Linked DNA regions of Mus musculus: all the other regions are linked to region 1. The links are chromatin contacts, called in public ChIA-PET, HiChIP or PLAC-seq and promoter capture Hi-C maps. All regions are on one chromosome and are shown on one strand. The core of a region is the stretch at or near the end of the contact, and the rest is flanking DNA. Distances in the headings are between cores, read along the strand shown.

Region 1 (4,529 bases), core at 1,291-3,790:
AATATCTGCACAGATAAAGTCAAAGTCTTAAGAGAAAAAGAATAAAGAGGTACAGAAACAAGAGGCTAAGGGTCCTACCCCTGAAGCTCATACCTCTCCGTGTCATGAGACACCTGGGTACTTCTAGTTAGGCCTCTAGCATTCCTTTGTCACAATTCCAAATATTGTAATTTGTTTCTCATTTTATTAGTAGATAACAATTCTCTAGGCTGCCAAGAACAGAAGCTCCACCCGAGAAATGCCCAGCAGCCTGTGATGTCTTGCTTATGGTCTTGCCATTTTGTCACTTGCTCTACTGAATGCCAGGCTCTAGGAGAGGATTAGGAATCTTCAGTTCAGATTGCACTGCCCAACAGTGATCACCAGCCACAGGTTCCCATGTAAACTTACATTAATTAGGATCAACTAAACTAAGAATTCAGCTCCTAGTTTGCAGTAGCAAAGGCTTCAAGGCTTCAGTCACCACACAGGCTGGTGTTGCACAGAGTGGCACAGAACACATTCACCGCGGTAACTGACATCCTTTCTGTTTAACAGACAAGCAAAAAGCAGCACTTCTAAGATCTTGGCTTCTGAACACTTGGTTTTTATGGTCTGTTCAGAATACACAAACCTACCTATGGTGCCAATAAACAAGCCATTTCTAGCTCATTTGCAAATAGCTGGCTATTTCCTCAAGGACATTCAGCCACAAATTTGTCCTCCACAACTCTGCCACTCATCAGTGTCCTGTGCTAACTTCTCCTCCCCCAAGCAGCACAAAACAAAACAAAAACAAAACAAACAAACAAATAAAAACCAAAACCAAGTCTTGGAGTTGATATCCTAATAGTTCTGACTTAAGAATGCCAGGTTTTTAGAAAAGATGATAGATCAGAACAACTGACTTCCAAGATAAGACTGAAGCAATAGTGCCTACCATGCCCAATGTCTTCTCAATTCTATTTTAGATTTTAAGTATTTCTGAGGAAATGCACGACACAGGCAACAGGGTACTCACTCTTGAGAAGTTCAGATCTTTGAGTCAAAAAAACTTACGGTGCAATGCACACTACACATCTGAATGGTAAAAGGCTATTTATTTGTGTTAAGTGGCCCCAAGTGGACTAGTTCCTTGAATTTACTTGCAAATCTTTTATTTTCCACAGAACTTTCCATTGTAGCATAGCTATGACAAAAGTACCATACATTTTCAAATCTGCACATGTAATCTCCCCACAGTCTCCTGTGCACGTGCCTTAGAAGTTCATGCACAATCTCAGAGCAGTGAGATGGGCCTCTCTGTTCTTGAGGAAGACAAATAATTTTGAGAAGAGTACAGCAATGCTTGACAAATCTCAGGCCATTCTAGTACTATCCTATAAATGTAGTAAAACTGAAGGCTGTCTTGTCCTAAAAGGTATCTTTAAAATAGTTTTAGACTTATTTTATGTGTTTTGCTCATAGATATGAACTGAAGTTATGCATGGTTGTATGCTGCCATCTGGGTGCTGGTAATCGAATCTGTGTCTTTTGCAAGAACAGGAAGTGCTCTTAACTGCTGAGCCATCTTTCTAGCACCCAAAAGATTCTTTTAAAAGGAGAGGTGTTTCAACTATCTCCCGCTCAGTATTTGATGCAGCCTATGCATCTGTTCATTTGTTCATTGTTCACTGCATCCATGGGTAGGTGAGCAAAACCCAACAGTTGTAAATGGAAGCCTCCATATAATACCTTTCTTACAATAAAATCAAATACTAGTTTCTAGATTCTGGTCCTACTCCAAGTTCCTGACTTCCAGGCTAATTTTCCTGGAAGTCAGCAATGCTAGCTCACGGAAAGTAAAAACCAGACTGCATTAAGATCATAGTGTCTATCAAATAGAGGAAAGTCCAGGAGGCTAACCTCAGGCAGTTCTAGCAAAGCCAAGCACGGTAGGTGGGCACTGCCTGCCAGAGGCCTGTGGGGGCAGAGTGTAGGGCTATACCAGGTCCTCCAGCACAACCAACCACCTAGAAGCAACCTGTTCCATTGGTCTGTGAATGATCAGAAGCCTGAGCTTGTAGCTCTGAATTCACCAGTTATTTTGGCTCTGTTTCCTACATTCTCATCTGTAAATGGAGATAATACCTGGCCCTCAGCAATGTTTCAAGACATCTGTGGTAAATACTGGATCTACATTCATACAGAGCCTAATCCATAGCATGGGCTTTGTGTTGGCCCAGAACCAAAATGTTCCAAAGACATGTGTGACCAGTAAACAAAGTGATTTTCACAAACAAAGTCCACCATCGTCAGTGGACTGACAAAAGTCAAGTCTACTTTCTGCTCCCCTTTAGGAGAGCATTAATGGAAATCCTATTCGTTTTTAACAGCAGGAAATGTGCTAAGCCAAGAAAAAGGGAGTATGAAGCATCAGAATCATGCTTCATCTTTGACTCTCAAATTAAGTGGGCAGGTTTGTCAAGCTTGTCATGTGGATTCTGCCTATGGGATAGAGACGGGGGCAGGTCTCTAGCTGAAGGCTCTTAAGTATTTGACGGAAACACAGACCACATCACAGAGAACCAGAGGCAGACCTTTAGTGAGCACACTTCACTCTGGAACAAAGCTACTGGGCTTCTCTTCTGGTGAGTCATTTGCTTTCTTTTGCTGCATCTCTCATTCCTGTCTGCAGCAGGACCTGTGTATACGGTGCGAGCTACTGAATTCAGCTAGCCATGGCTCCCATCCCTCACTGCCATGGTTGCTGCAAGGGTTGGAGAAATGTGAGAACTGCTTCATTGGTTCTGGAATATAGCAAGTGGTTATAAAAGGATGGGAAAGGTAGTAACGGTATAATCAGACCCACCTAGGAATCCAGAGCAGTCTAGTCACTGGTCTTCTATTTTTAATCAATCTTTTTCTATTTTGTATCTTAAAAAAGTTCTTTTGTATCTTAAAAAACAAGCTATAATCCACAATAACTATCTACTTTTTTCAATATAAATCAACACACAACTGTAGACATTATAGACTACAAATAAGTAAATAAACAAAACAGATGAAATAAGTAATTTATAATTTTGCCAAAGGCCAATGCTGACAGAATTTGGTCCTTTAAGACTAGAGTAAAAAAAAAATTACAAATGTTATTAAAGGGTCTTTAAACAAGAGCCTATAGAATATGTGGTTCATGAAGCCTTAGAATTATAGCTGTATGGACTTTATTTCTCAGAGAAGGTCTACAGCTTCAATGAGATTCTCAAAGAGGTTTGTGACCACAAAAGGTTAAGTGTCAGGTGTGGCAGCAATCCCAGACCTTTGGAGGTGGAAGCAGGAAGATCAGAAGTATCATCTATTTGTTATAACAGTAATAGCCCATGGTGGGTTTGTGTGTGTGTGTGTGTTTCTCATATTTTTTTCTGTTTTCAGCAATTTAAATATACTGAAACTTCCAAAATAATTAGAAGTACTTCTTAAATATTTGGGTTACATTTTATGCTTTACATACAATTATAATTTGCTATTGGGCTTTTTAAAAAAAACATATCAAAAGTTTCATTACTGTTTCATTTTCCTTAATCAATATTTCAATTATAAAGAAATGTTAACTTTTTTTTATAAGAGACAGTGATTTTGTGTGCTTATGGTTGTAAAGCAAGCATTCTACTGACAGTCATCTCCCCAATCTAGTGAATTTCAATATTCTATTTGTATAGTCTAGTCCCTATCTACTAACATAACAGTGAATACGGATTTGTACATTTTCTGAAGAGCCATGCTAAGGTTGGATTCAGAAAAGAATAGGACAACAAAAAAGCAAATACAAGTGAGGTAACAACAGAGAACTGGAGGTAACTCTTGGGAAAGCAAAGGTGTTTCATATTTTAAAGGGTGAAAAAGAAATCATCCCCATGTGAGTCAATATGATACACACAAATACCTGACACTCCTTTAGCACCTCAGAAGGCTATGGGGCCGGATGCCTACCATCAGCTTATCAAGACCAGAGATCTATCCCGAGGTCTGGGTGTGGGGACTAGTTACTGAGTAGCCTAGTTTTAAAGGCAAGGTCCTTCCTTGATGGTGAGAAAAGGCATTATGGCTCTAGGGAAGGTATAAGTTCCAGAAGTGTTAGGGTGGACACTATTTCCGCTTAGGACTCAATTTTAGAGCAAGAAATGACCACATGGATTAAAAGGAAAGGATGTCTTCAACTTTTACATATCCTCATCTGACCAGGTAATATTTTGTCTTGGTAAATCTTACAGAAGTTCTGCCCAAACACTTCTTAAGGCATCTTTTAGAACCTTCACTGGCAGGATATGGATCTAGGACACTGGCAAGGTTGGCCTGGCACTCTCGGGCCAAACGCTGTGATAGTTGCCCATACAATCAGGCCACAGGTTATATTACCCCATGTCCTGCTTGTGGTCCTTGGTAGTCACAGGGCAAAGCAGGGTCAGAAACATAACAACCATGGAGGATCAAGTCCTGGGCAAGAAAGGCAGGCATGTGGCCTCTGCTGCAAACCTATTCAGCAGCCACTCCACCTCATGTGCCATTCT
Region 2 (4,529 bases), core at 1,203-3,702, 340 kb after region 1:
TTTGCATGGAACATATAGGGTGAAGAATCCAGTATGAGTGACAGTTTTGAACCTTTTATTGGTGATGGCTTGTGGAGACAGTGGTGGAAGAGTCAGGCTGAAGACAGAGATGTGACTAGTGATTATTAGAGAATATAATAGAGGAATTGTCTCAGATATACAGGCCCCGAATGAAAGCATTAATGGCTCTAAATGTGATAAGAGAAGTTGGAAGATCATGAAGACCTGAATATAGGGAGAGGTTAAAAAGTCAAGCTTGGCTTTCAACTCATGGAAATGAAGAACACTCACTGGCTTTAGAATGTGGGAGGATGACTTCTGTTTTAAAGACAAGTTTAGTTAGAAATCATGAGGGAAATCTAGGCAGTAAGGAAACTGGGTATGAAATACTGGCAGGGAACTAAGAAGATTAACTAAATAGAGATATAAACCTGGCTGTCATGGGCAATGGATGCCACAGGGTGAACAAAATACCTCATACAGAATTTAAAGAAATGCAAGCATCTAAAGAACAAGAAAATTTGCTAGGAGAGTCAAAAGTACTTTAGTACTAGAAGTACATAGAGGCCCGAGATAGAGGACCTGAAAAGAAGAGAAAGTAAAGTGTCAGCAATTGTAAATGCTGTAAAGATTGCCACATTGTGGGGAATTGGGCTATGCACAGACAGGCTGGTCTCCAGTTGAACTGAGGTCTGAACCCCAGTGGTGATAATTCACCTACATGACACGGTAGATGTTCCCTTATGCTCCTGGAACTCTGGCCCCTGTCTGAGTTACTGCGCCCCACAGCCCCCACAAGAGAAGCATGGTCAGTAGTCACGTAGGCAATGACCCAAGCTTCTGACCTTCAGGCTAAACTCCTCCCCAGTTACCTAGCAACAGTAAAGACCATAAAAGGGGCTGTTAGGCCCCCACCTTGCACTCTTACTTCTTACTCTACTTGTCTCTCTTACTTCTTACCCCTCACTCTCACCTTCTCTCCTCTCTGTCTTCTTTTTTCTTCTCCTCTGTCTTCTGCTCTCCTTTCCTCTCTCCTCTCTCTTACTCTCTTTTTCTCTAGCCTTTCCTCTGTCTCTGTCTCTCTGTCTCGTCTCTCTATCTCTCTCTGTCTCTCTCTGTCTCTCTCTGTCTCTCTCTGTCTCTCTCTGTCTCTCTCTCTCTCTCTCTCTCTCTCTCTCTCTCTCTCTCTCTCTCTCTCCCTTCACTCTTTCTCCCTGCCTTTCTGTAATAAAGCTCTAAAACCATAGAATGTCTCTGCTCATCAAGGCCCACTGTACTTGGAGGATGGGACAGGATTTCTCCTAATGAGCAGTTTCTAATCTCCCATTAGAAGGCCTTCCTGTGCTCCAGTCAAGATCCACAGAACTCACTCTCGCAGGTGTTGGGAACCTCTTCCCTCATCCCTCTCTGGTGGCTTTAGCAAAGTAGCTCTGGGGTTCTCAGGTAGGGCTGCCCCTTGGCCACTTCCTGAAGAGTGGGTCAGAGGCTTGAATGCCCACCCAGGGCTGAGTGGAAAGTGTATGGCAGCTCTCCCACACCTGACAAACCAGAGAATAGGTAAAACTCTGGCAGGGTGTGGGTCTTTTCCTTTCCCCTCTTCCCCGGGCCTCTTTTTTGTTCCCAACAGCACATGACATGGGTAGACAACAAAACATCCACAGCCTTGTGATGGTATAAGAATGACAGGCCACTCAGTTCCTGCCTGCATCTTCCTCAGTGATCTGTTGTAAAAGAATGAAAAACAAAACAAAACAGACAAACAAAACCAAAAGACAAAAAAATACATTTTTCTTTACAGAAAAATGCATTTCTCTTTTTTTTTTGTTCCCATGTCTGTTCTCTTCAGAATGTATGAGACCAGCCTGTGGTTTAGAGAGTCTGGTTTCCTTGAGGCGGAGGTGTTTATTAAGAACCATTCCAGACGGTGTAGCTGAATCCTTTGAGAGGACAAGATGAGGGTCATTGACTCTAGGGTAGATAGGAATGGCTCAAATCATATCCTTGAAGACTCTGAAGCCTGTGAAAGTAATGATGTGCAACCCCTCACAAGTCTCAGAAACTGTCCCTGGAGATATCTGGCAGGGAAGAAGCAGAGCTTTCTAAATGTTCAACATGTTTTAGAATCTAAGACATCCATGTAGGCTGTAGCACAGACTGAGACTCTTTTCCTGTACAATTAGAATAAGTCATAATTTAATTTTATTATAAAAACTTTTGTAAAATGAGAATGTATCTAATTTTTTAATTTTAAAATATTGAAACATAAAACATTTTTATTAGAGGTTATCCAAACCCCATCAATCTTGGGTGTCCAAATAGACATCCAAGAAGAGGAAATAGAGTAAGAAAAATGGGGGCTGGGCAGATGTCTCAATCTCTGATCTTTTTGTTCACATTTTGTGGACAGAATAAAAAGCCAACCTAATGGTCTGGTGGAGAAATAGATACTGTGCCCTCACTGGACACATGACTTCCTCTTTCAGGTTGACGTGTCCCTGTGTGGTTTCTATAGTCTTACAAAACTGTGGCTTTATAAATTTTAGTTTTCATTTCTTATTTTTCAGAGTAAATAAAATTTGTAAGAAATCCAGATTGCCTTTTCTAATTATAAAGGATGCTATGAGAGCTGTTCAGGTGCTCTCTTCAGGACCAATACACTTACCACTCCCTTGGTTACTAGGCATGGAGCTACTGAGACCTGGAACTACCTGTCCAGGCTATAATGCTTCATAGTAAGTGGATGAATATGGAAGCTGATGGAAAGGCTTGGTTCAGAACATTCCTTAATGTGGTTGGACATTTACGGACTGTTCAGCTATATAAATAAGGACATAGAGACTCTGGTATATTTTTAAAGCTTAGGGTTTAACTTGGAGCTACCCCCCAGATCCTCTAACTTGACTATTTTTCCCATGTCCCACAATGACCTGTTGTGCCTCTCCGCTCATGTTCGCATCCATCCACCTCCAAATCATCTCCCTAAATTTCTGCTTCTGCTTTTTTCCCCCATTGTCCCTTTCTCTCTAACAGAAGTCCTACCTTCCACTTCATGCCAAGCTATTGGCCCTCAGATTTTTATTAAAACCAATCAGAGAATCCCTTAGGCAAGTGAGGAAGGACAGAGACACACCTTTACGCGGTGCACTCCAACACCTCAAGGCCATCTTATCTCTACTGTCCCTTATAGTATTAGTTGAACACTGGTTGTTACTACATTATGGCTCCTTCTATGCTACCTGATTCCTCATCCTGTCCCATAGGGAAGTCTCTAACTAACAAGCTTTCCATATACATGCTTCACACCCTCTTGGAGCTCTGGATCCCCAGGAATCTAAATGATCTGATTCTTGGTTTTAGTTTTTTACTTTCACTGAAAATTACAGATGTTGACAGGTGTTAAAATGTTACCACTTGGATTCTGTGGCATTTCCCCCCATGCTTCATCTCTATGTTACCAAAAAGTAGTTCTCCAAAACTCACAACACATGAATATTTATTCATGTAAACTTAAAGAACTAACCCGGCAGAAAACAGATTGTTTCCTAAAAGTAGTTTTGGTACTTTCCCCACTAAGGACCATAGACAATTAGAATAGATGCTATTTGAAAGTTTCACCATTGTGTATTTTTTTTAAAAATATTTATTTATTTATTTATTTATTTATTTATTTATTTATTTATTTATTATATGTAAGTACACTGTAGTGTGACTTCAGACACTCCAGAAGAGAGCATCAGATTTTGTTATGGATGATTGTGAGCCACCATGTGGTTGCTGGGATTTGAACTCAGGACCTTTGGAAGAGCAGTCAACTCTCTTAACCACTGAGCCAGCTCACCAGCCCCTGTATATTCTTTATTTTTATAGACATTTTAAATGTTCTATAATGTAGTTAAAATTAGATGACTAGATAATCTATGAAAACATATTTTTAGAGACAGTTATAAGGAATATATTCAATTATAATAAGTCCAGTCTTATTTTTGAATGTGGGTTTAGAACCTTGATACCAGCACTCACCATCTTGGTATTTCTACATTCTGTCACAGAGCTGAATTTAATGTTTATGTGTCAAGCAACATCTATGGGAAAGAAACCCTCCTCCTGGGTTGATACAAGTTGTGTTGAGGGGGGAGTTTTGTAGACTACTAAGTGATCAATAAGGACACTGAGTTATAGCAGGTTAAGTCTATAAGCCTGAAACTGCCTCAAATATATGAATGAGAATCACAAGACAGAGGTTCTGTGGGTATTCTTTATGCCTCTGTATAATCCCATGTGAAATGTCCCCCTGTAAACTCATTGTGTTGAATTATTGGGGCCAGATGGTGATGGTATTTTGGGAAGTGGTGGAAACCTCTTGGGAGAATGGTTTTACTAGACAAAGGAGGTTACTGTAGGTGTGCTTTTTGAAGGTCTTCCCTTCTTCCGTCTCTTTGTGCTTGCTGTCTACCATGAGGTGAATCACATTCTTTGCCACCATGATATCGTGACCAAGTACATAGGGCCAAGCAGACATGAACTGAACA
Region 3 (4,529 bases), core at 1,322-3,821, 330 kb before region 1:
GTTCCACTGAGACAAATCTCCAGCTCTCAGATCTCTCTTTTTATTTTTTTTTCTTTTTGAGACAGTGTTTCACTAAGTTGTCTATGTTAGCCTTGAACTTACTTTTCAGTCCAGAAAGGCCTCAGACTTATGACTCTCCTCTTAAGTAACTAGGATTACACCACCAGATCTAGAAATATTTTGCCTTTTAAACAACTGATAGGCAATAATGAATACATTTTAAAAAATATCCACTCATCCATTCATCCATTAATTCATCCCTTCATTTAATGTGTGTATGTTGGAGGAGTTGAAGCTACTATATAGTTTCTGGAAATCAAACTCAGGTCAGCAGGCTTGGCAGCAAGTGCCTTTACCCGCTGGACCACCTTACAAGCCCTGAACACATCTTTTGAAATACTAGTCAACACATGTTTTCAAGTTCATGAAACAGACAAAAGTGGCCTATATTAAATAATTTTGGCATTAAATAAATGTGCACAGAATTAGGATTTTTTTTCGGTGTCTTCAGTATTGAACAGCGTCAGTAAAACATTCAAACATTGTGTATGGGTGTTTGGCTCACAAGTTTGTCTATGTCACATGCATTCAGTACCTAGAGAGACCAGAAGAGGGTGTTGTGGCAGTGGCGAGCCACCGTGTGGATGCTGGGAATCAAACCCAGGTCCTCTAAAATAACAGCTAGTACTCTTAAGTACTGACCCATCTCTCCAGCCCATGTCCAGCACTTCTAAGGATCACTTGCATAATGGTATATTGGATGCCATCTTTATAAGCTGCTGTTATTATTACTGTAGTTGTTGGGGGATGGAACCCAGGCCCTCATGTATGCCCAGCGAGTGTTCTATCACTGGGTTGTAGCTCTGGGTATAGGAGATTCTTTTAAAATAAAAATATTTAATCCTGGGCTGGAGAGATGGCTCAGCAGTAAAGAGCACACACTGTCCTTGCAAAGGATTGGAGTTCAGTTCCCAGTACTTACACAGGGCGCCACACAGCCACCTACGACTTCAGCTCTGGGGTTTCTGATTCTCTCTCTGGCTTAGAAGAACATCTGTCCTCTCTCCTCCCCCACCTCTCTCTTCCCCTTTCACCTACACACACACACACACACACACACACCATATATACACATAATTTGAAACTAAAATAACTTTAAAACCTAGTTTTAGTATAATGCTTTATAGCAGTACTCACTCTTCAAATTTTATTGTGCAAATCGTCTTCCCATCCCACAGATGCCGTAAAACACAAATCTGGGGTTAGTAGTTTGGGGCTGGAGCCTGGAACTCTTCATTTTCAACAAATATCCTGAACCTTCAGAGTCTACAGGACAGTGAACCATTTTTGTGTTTATAGAATATAAGAATATAAGCACTTCCATATATATTATCTTGTTTGTTCCTCGTCACAGTTTAGAGAGATTTGCCAAGACACATATGTTCAACCAAACCCTGCGCATATACAGGTGTAATGAAGTGGATAACTGATTAGCTGTCAACCAAAAAGGGGCATGCAGACAAATAAACAGCTGGAGCTGACCCTCCATACCTAGAGCTCCACATCTGAACAAGGGCAAGATACTCAGGAAAAGAAAAGGTGTTTATGTTAAACACATACAGATTTCATTTTCTTGTCATGATTCCTGAAAGACAACAAAACAAAACCAAACAAAACTGCTGAGAACTATTTGCATAACATTTACATCTATTAGGTAGTATGAGCAGAGACCTGGAAACATTTAAACTAGATGGGAGAAAGCCTGCAGGTCAGTGACTTCAGTATCCCTGGATTTAAATAGTGTTCAAACCAAGCAGGAAACAAAGGGGTTGTGGGTGGGGGTAACTTTACGGGGAGGTGATTTTAGCTGGGAAGGAAAGAAGAGACACCAGAAGCTGATCAGCAGGCTCTCGGCAGGCACTAGGAAGTTCCATCCACCGGGAGTTCAGGCAGGGAAGGTCCCAAATCAGAGGGAGGGTAGGCGGGGCAGTCAGGCCTGTTTGTAGAAGTGAAGGCGGGATTTCAAAATAAGTCCGGAGTAAGCCTTGAGGGTTCAAGTTCAAGAGTGACAGGCCTGGGATTGGTTTTAGATCACGCTGGCGGCTGTGTGGGAAACGTAAACTATCCCCAGTCACCTCATAGGAGCTATGTGTGTTATCTAGAGCCATGGCAACCTGGAGTGGTGAGAACTGCTTGGGGTTCAAGAAACCCAGTAAGGACGACAAGCCTCTCTGGGCACACTTAGGACGTCCAACACAGATGCTCTCATTCGAGGGGACCCGAGGGAAGCCTGGCGCACCCTTGACTCTCCAGCAGCGGCGGGAAACTGAACAGTCCGCGGCAAAAGTACTGCGGGAATTGCAACTCTCTCCCGGTGCCCAGAGAGGGACGCCAAAACTCGGCGTGCGCATCACTGGCCTGCAGGGGGCGCCCCGCCCCGCCCCGCTCCCGCCCCGCCCTCCGAGCCTCCGCCCCGCCCCGCCCCGCCCCGCCCCGCCCTCCGAGCCTCCGCCCCGCCCCGCCCCGCCCCGCCCTCCGAGCCTCCGCCCGCGCCCCTGCGCGGCCCGGGGCGGGCGCAGCCGGCCAGCGAGCTCCCGGGACTGACGACCCGCGCGCTCACTTCCGCGTCCCGCCGCCGGCCGCCGCCATCGGACAATGGGCCGCGCGCCGCGGCTGCAGTGAGCTCTGCTGGATCCGGCCACCGGCCCCAGGCCAGGGGCTGCCCGGTGTGTTTGCAAGTTCGATTGTTCGACGTGGATGTGAGTTTACTTTTTTTCTGTGGACGTTCTCTGTCTTCTTTCGCCTGTTTTGGGTTTTGTGACTTGGAGAAGAGAACTTTTCTAAGCAGGCCGGGCACGGCTGAAGGCTGCTCTGCCCCCACGTGGACGCTCCCCGGGGGAAAAGAAGTCTGAAAGTAAACTTAGCCCCGCTGGCCTGAAGGCCTCAACTCTGGCTGGACTGTGAGTTTTGGAGTCATGACCTTCTTGCTGGGCAGGTGGGAATCTTTATCTGCCTTAGGCTGGACCTGAAACCTCGGCCAGCACCCAAATCTCCCCCACCACATTCACACCTTGAACCAGGGCTAGGCCCCGGACACTGATCTACAACATGGATAAATACGATGATCTGGGCCTTGAGGCCAGTAAGTTCATCGAGGACCTGAACATGTATGAGGCCTCCAAGGATGGGCTCTTCCGGGTGGACAAGGGTGCTGGCAACAACCCAGAATTTGAGGAAACTCGAAGGGTGTTCGCGACCAAGATGGCCAAAATCCACCTCCAGCAGCAGCAACAGCAGCAGCTCCTACAGGAGGAGGCCCTACCTAGGGCAGGCAGAAGCCCGGTCAACGGTGGGAACCGTCAGGGTGCGAGCGGCAAGCTGGCTGCAGATGGGGCCGCTAAGCCTCCTCTGGCTGTGCCAACAGTGGCACCTGGATTAGCTACTACCACTGCGGCCGCGCAGCCCTCGTACCCATCTCAGGAGCAGAGGATCAGGCCATCTGCCCATGGTGCAAGGCCTGGCAGTCAGAACTGTGGTTCCAGGGAGGGGCCTGTGAGTTCCCAGAGACCTGCTTTACACGGCCTGAGTCCCTCCTGTGAAGACCCTTCCTGCCTCACTCACGGAGACTATTATGACAATTTCTCTTTGGCAAGCCCACAGTGGGGTGATAAACCTGAAGGGTGCCCCAGCGTGAGTCTGGGTGTAGGAAGTGGATGGCCTGGTTGCCCAGGGAATGACTCCACATTGCCCAAATCCTGTGGAGACCATCACCCTTACCAGCCACAGCTCTCCACAGTGTGCTCTGGCAGGTCTTTTGAAAGTGGCATCAGTGGCCAGGACGGTGGCATTGGTGGCCATAGCAGCGAGAAGCCAACAGGCCTTTGGTCCACTGCCTCCTCTCAGCGAGTGAACCTCGGTTTTTCTTCCATGGGCTTGGAGAATGGGACCTCCGCTCAACCCAAGGGCACAACTGTTTCAGCACCGATGGTCCCTAGCAGCGCCAGCCAAGGAGCTTGTCCGAAAAGAGATTCAGGTCTGGGATATGAGGCTTCAGGCAGGGTCTTCAAACCCCTTGTGGACACTCAGCCTTGGCTGCAGGATGGGCCCAAGTCTTACCTCTCAGTTTCTGCTCCATTATCCTCGACAGCTGGCAAGGACAGTACCCAGCCAGGTATGACCACCGGGCTGGATCCTAAGTTTGGATGCGTGGAGTCTGGCACTAGTCCCAAGCCCAGCCCCACCAGTAACGTCCATCCGGTAATGTCCACTCCATCTGAGTTATCTTGTAAAGAGAGTTCTCCCAGCTGGTCCACTGACAGTAGTCTGGAACCTGTGCTCCCAGGGAGTCCCACCCCCTCCAGGGTGAGATTGCCCTGCCAGACCCTCGCACCGGGCCCTGAGCTTGGACCCTCCACTGCGGAATTGAAGTTGGAAGCCCTCACCCAGCGTCTGGAGCGAGAGATGGATGCTCACCCCAAAGCGGACTACTTCGGTAAGTAAGATGCTTTGGAGTTGCCTGTGGTGGAGCG
Region 4 (4,529 bases), core at 917-3,416, 280 kb before region 1:
ACCTGCCTTGGCTGGCTGTACCTAGCTCCAAGGGGGATCTCATACTTTTAGTCTCATAAAGCACTTGCACGAGCACACACACACAGATAAACAATGAAAAATAAAATCTTTTCAAGGTCAAGTTTGTGAGAAAAAAAGATTGAATACACCAGGAGAGAATAATCAATAGGCCAAGAAATGAAAGTAAAAAGGAAGTTGTTTTTCACTTATGAAAGCTGTAAAGAAACTATAATTTATATTTGTATGTGGATGCTTTATTTTTTTTAAAGATAAGGTCTCCAGATCAACACCTCTCTGTCTCAAATTCTAGAATTTTAGGTATATGCTAGTACATGAGACTTGGATATCTAATTTATATGTTATATGTATTCATAAATATCTAATGTTGATTAGCATGTGTGGAAACATTCTGGTGACAGAGGGTATATTGTTTTAATTTTTCCACAGAGCAATTTGAAAATATGTACCAAAAATCTAAATGCCTATGAGATGGACCTTTAAAGTGTCCACTTATCCACCCAAATAGAACATCTTAAAGCAAGAACTCTTAAACCAGGTGTGGTTGGTGGTGCTTGCTTATAACCTCAGCACCTTGGGAGCTTGAATCAGAGTTCCAAGTCCATTTCCATAGCCAAGTAAAGGCCCACTGTCTTATATAAGACAGCCTCAGTCAGTCTCTCTTTCTCTTCCCCTCCCCCCTCTGCACGTACACACATCACACACACCCTTCAAAACAAAACACACAACAAAACAAAAAAAAAAAACCCTCATTTTTTTTAAGTGCTAAAACTGACAACAATGCATATTAATGATCTCAAATCTCAGACAAAAAATTAAAGAGCAAACAAAAAATACTGTTAGCTGGGCAGTAGTGGTGCGTGCTTTTACACCAGTATTCAGGAGGCAGAGGCAGGGATCTCTGAGTTGGAGGCCAGCCTGGTTACAGAGCAAGTTCCAGGACAGTCAAAACTACACAGGGAAACCCGGTCTCGAGAAACAACCCACTATAACTTCATTAAAAGCAAACTAAATCCTCAGAAGTGTAGAAGCCTGGTATGGTATCTTGTACCTTAAATTCCAGTACTCTGGAAAGCAAAGGCAGCCATTTGGCCTGGTCTATATCCAGCAGTATGGACTGCAGGAGTGAGCCACACCCCTTGGTCCTTGGTCTAATTCTGCCCCAATAATTTCCTTTATCTGATACAGTTTTAATAAACTCCTGGGGAGTGGGGTATGTTTTCTAGGACAACTTAATCATGGAGTGACTGGTTAATGAATAGGCTGAGCCCTGCTCCCGATCCACCTTCGTCACATCTGTTTCTGGCTATCTCAGGTCTTACGTAAAATGTTCATGTACTCGTTTTTCTGGGCCTCTTACTGCGAAATCCCCGAATTTTTAAGGTTTCCTTGTGCAGTGGAGGCTAGGTCGGCTTTGCAAGCGGAGCTAGCCAAGGCCGCTGTACCAATCATGAAGAGCAGAAGCTACGCCCTTCTCATGTCAGTGCCGTCTGTGTTCTACCAGCTAGGAGCTTTCGGTGAGATTTTTCCGTCATCGGGTGGGAAGACATTGGCCACGCATGTCCCTGTCCCTGATTGCAAACCTCCACTCTCAAGAGTGTTTTCGTAAGAGTACATTTCCAGACTCCTGCGCAATTTTAAGAACAGGGGAGCTAGGAAACTTGCAAACCGTTTTAGGTAACTCCGGGTTTCAAATACAGCCAAGAAGGTATTATTTTTTCGCAAAGCAACATTAAAACGTAAGACATTTGACCTTGACAATCTAGCTATGATCCTTTTCAAGCAGGCCTTCCAAGGTTCAGGAAAAAGATCGCACACGTCGAGCCAGCCAGGAGTCGAACCTAGAATCTTCTGATCCGTAGTCAGACGCGTTATCCATTGCGCCACTGGCCCGGTGCTGAGGAGGCCTCCTCCACGATAAGTGATCTCCAATTACACAGCTTCACTATGCTTCCTGCTTCTAACCTCAGTCTGGTCGGTTTGTTGAATGTCGCGACTCAGTGCAAAGCTACCGGGACTCCGCCTTTCTCTGCAACGCGTTACACCAATCCCCAGAGGCGACGTCACGGCGTTCTTTGGTCCGCTCCAATCCGCGCATCGGAGGCGTGCCTCGCAGCTCACTGGTTTGTCCGCCGCCGGCTCCCGTGCTCGCCCGAGAGGCGGACCCGGGAGGGGGTGGGGCCAGGCCGAGGCTCCTTGACCACCGCGCCTGGGGAGCGGTCGCCGCGGAGCCGGGGTGGCAGCGGGCTACACTGCGGGTGGAGCGAAGAGGAGGAAGCTGCACGATGGCGGCCGCAGCCTACGAGCATCTGAAGCTGTGAGTCCCGCGGGCTGCGGCCGCTGACAGGAAGGGCGGAGGGGCGAGCGGGCGCCGAGGCCCGGGAGTGTGCGGCCCGCACCGGCCGAGCTCGCGGGCTGGGCTTTCCCCGTCCAGCCTGGCTGCAGCGTAGGCCAGTGTCCCGCAGCCTCGCCCGCCGCTGGACCTGGCGCGGTGAGCCGAGCCGCAGCCCGCAGCACCGGAGGCTGCAGCCAGCTTTCCCTGGGTGGCCTCCGGGAGAGGCCTTTTTCACCGGGCGTGCTCTGACGTCCGCCGGCAGAGCTAACCTTTCTCTTGGTTTCAGGCTTTCTGGGCCTGGGAGTCTCAATGACGGGTCCTTCTTAGGGCGCAGCAATAATTTAGTCAGATGTCCTAAGGGCCGGTCGAATTTACTGTGCTTATTCCAACAGACTGCGTCGACAGCTACAGTAGGCTCGCCTCTATTTTGGCGTAGCAATGTTGAGTTTTGGCAAAGCCAGGACTTGAGGTTTTGAGGCCCAGCCACTGGATGTTTAGAGGTGCAAAAAAAAAAAAAAATAGACATTTATAAGCTCTTTGGCTCGTCCTGGGTTAGAGGAGATGGGGGATAATTTCTCTTGTGTTACCCTCAGCACCTACACTCCTTGTTTGTGAATAACTTCGCCCTAACCGCTTTAATAATTTACCACGGTCTGGGAATGCCTTTAGTAGCAGAAGCAAATATAACTTTCGAAAAGCCAAGTTAAATTATCCTGTTAATTAGACATAGACATCCCAGTTCGTTTGCAGGAAACAAATGTAGTTTGGGTACGCCCAATGAATAACTGAAGGTGTAAAGTTATGAGTCCAGAATTTGGAGGGAGGCCATCTGCCCAACACTTTTCATGTTTTGCTGTGTTCACCCTTTATGCCTCTTCTGCTTGCTACATACAGTTCTCTTTGAAAAGCCCAGCGCCACCCTTCCTTCCACATTTCTTTTAATTAGTTTTCCTTTGTAAAGTGAATAATCACCTTATTGGTGACAGTTGAAGCAAAGTGTACTTACTGGTCTATGTCCGGCCCGAGTCACATGTCCTTTACTGGCAAATTAGGTTATTGTCCACCTGATAGTTGTTGAAGGGCTGAACATGATCTTACACTAGGTCTCAGATGTGTTTAAGCAATTTGGAGTCTTGCCTTGAAGTAGCTCGGCTTTCGGTTACAGGATATTGTTGAGTTTTCCTGCATCGAAGAATAATTGAGATGGATAACTTGAGAATTAGGAAGATTATTTTTGAGCTGCCCAGGCACTGAGTTTCACCAGGCCAGACCTCAATACAGGCAGCCATCCTCCTTGATTCCTGGGCAGGTTATTCAACCTCTGTGAATAATTCTTTTATATATAAAATTAAAAAATAAGAGTGTTCATACTTCATCCTTACCATCCTCTCCAGTTCAGACTTCACTACAGGCAGACACCATTTTATGTGTACACAGAAGAGAAGGGAATTTATCCTTTAGAAGTGGAAATGGTGGTTTTGTAATGAAGTGGAAACTATGAGTCTGGGGTTATATGGACATTCATATCAGTCTTTAGGGTTTGGATGTTTCTATAAATGTGAAGATAGAACTTGATTGCAAGTGTTTCTTTAGCAGGGAGTTTGTGAGTTAGAATCTGTTTTCACCCCTCCCCCCTTTTTAGCCATTCTATTTAAACTTTTAAATATACCCCATGGGCAAAGAATATTCTGTTTTAGAGGTACTTGTAGGCTGAATTAGTTGCTGAACTATCTAAGAATGGTGGGACTTTTAAAAATACCTAAAAAGAGCCATATGTGAAGTTACTTTGCTGGTTGATGGTGGCGCTTGACTTTAATCTAAACCAGCACCTAAGAGGCAGAGGCAGTGGGTCTCAGGCAGCCTGGTCTTGAGTGAGTTTCAGGACAGCCATGGGTACACAGAGAAACCCTGTCTCAGAGAACGGAAATAAATTACTTTATTGTAGATGTATTGGTATATAATTTCCTGAAGTGTTGAAGTGCTTGGATATTAAATGACAACTTCTTGCACCCATGTCACACACTTTCTTCAGCTTATCTCTGCTTTGTTAAAATCCCACCTTTTAGATGTTCTTTGCTTACCCTCCAGTTCCCAGTTACAATTCCACTTCTACTCTACTGACTACAGGTTGGAGCCCACATTTTTTAACTACCTGAATTCTAAGTTCTTTATAATT

What was found. HiChIP or PLAC-seq counts read pairs in DNA pulled down with a chosen protein or histone mark. ChIA-PET counts read pairs in DNA pulled down with a chosen protein or histone mark. Capture Hi-C pulls out chosen DNA fragments and counts their contacts.
Region 2: a CTCF HiChIP or PLAC-seq map of CD8 T cells shows a contact between it and region 1, with 7 read pairs. The contact joins the enhancer-like site here to the promoter of Cxcr6 in region 1. A contact is called at or near these places in 1 of 15 datasets of contacts at CTCF or cohesin (CD8 T cells), 4 of 484 Hi-C or Micro-C datasets (CD4 T cells, adipose-derived mesenchymal stem cells, embryonic fibroblasts and 1 more), 3 of 115 datasets of contacts at active chromatin or transcription factors (CD8 T cells, effector CD8 T cells and microglia) and 1 of 9 other capture datasets (liver).
Region 3: a contact with region 1 is called in a promoter capture Hi-C map of liver. The contact joins the promoter of Limd1 here to the promoter of Cxcr6 in region 1. A contact is called at or near these places in 2 of 39 promoter capture datasets (the HPC-7 cell line and embryonic stem cells), 1 of 484 Hi-C or Micro-C datasets (bone marrow-derived macrophages), 2 of 115 datasets of contacts at active chromatin or transcription factors (effector CD8 T cells and microglia) and 2 of 9 other capture datasets (adipose tissue and liver).
Region 4: a contact with region 1 is called in an RNA polymerase II ChIA-PET map of effector CD8 T cells, with 19 read pairs. The contact joins the promoter of Sacm1l here to the promoter of Cxcr6 in region 1. A contact is called at or near these places in 3 of 39 promoter capture datasets (the C10 cell line, hippocampal neurons and macrophages), 1 of 15 datasets of contacts at CTCF or cohesin (pro-B cells), 11 of 484 Hi-C or Micro-C datasets (B cells, CD4 T cells, the G1E-ER4 cell line and 5 more), 6 of 115 datasets of contacts at active chromatin or transcription factors (the HPC-7 cell line, the NIH/3T3 cell line, the SCID.adh cell line and 3 more) and 2 of 9 other capture datasets (liver and pancreatic islet).

What each region holds. Positions count from the first base shown.
Region 1 is chr9:123,803,937-123,808,465 of GRCm38.p6, forward strand. It overlaps Cxcr6 (chemokine (C-X-C motif) receptor 6), which reads left to right and starts at 2,541. Exons shown (of 2, transcript NM_030712.4): 1 at 2,541-2,609. All of the region lies in intron 14 of Fyco1 (FYVE and coiled-coil domain containing 1), which reads right to left.
Region 2 is chr9:124,141,404-124,145,932 of GRCm38.p6, forward strand. No RefSeq gene overlaps it. Among named protein-coding and RNA genes, the nearest start is that of Ccr5, 22 kb to the left of the region's middle. Within about 2 kb of position 2,453, at least 67 of the 459 cell types and tissues checked have an H3K27ac peak or open chromatin away from gene starts, as enhancers often do. A contact at or near this core is called in CD8 T cells and microglia, where this site is marked.
Region 3 is chr9:123,476,130-123,480,658 of GRCm38.p6, forward strand. It overlaps Limd1 (LIM domains containing 1), which reads left to right and starts at 2,572. Exons shown (of 8, transcript NM_013860.2): 1 at 2,572-4,492. The coding sequence starts at 3,109.
Region 4 is chr9:123,527,587-123,532,115 of GRCm38.p6, forward strand. It overlaps Sacm1l (SAC1 suppressor of actin mutations 1-like (yeast)), which reads left to right and starts at 2,167. Exons shown (of 20, transcript NM_030692.5): 1 at 2,167-2,335. The coding sequence starts at 2,304. It overlaps n-TRacg2 (a tRNA gene), which reads right to left and starts at 1,911; the gene lies at 1,839-1,911.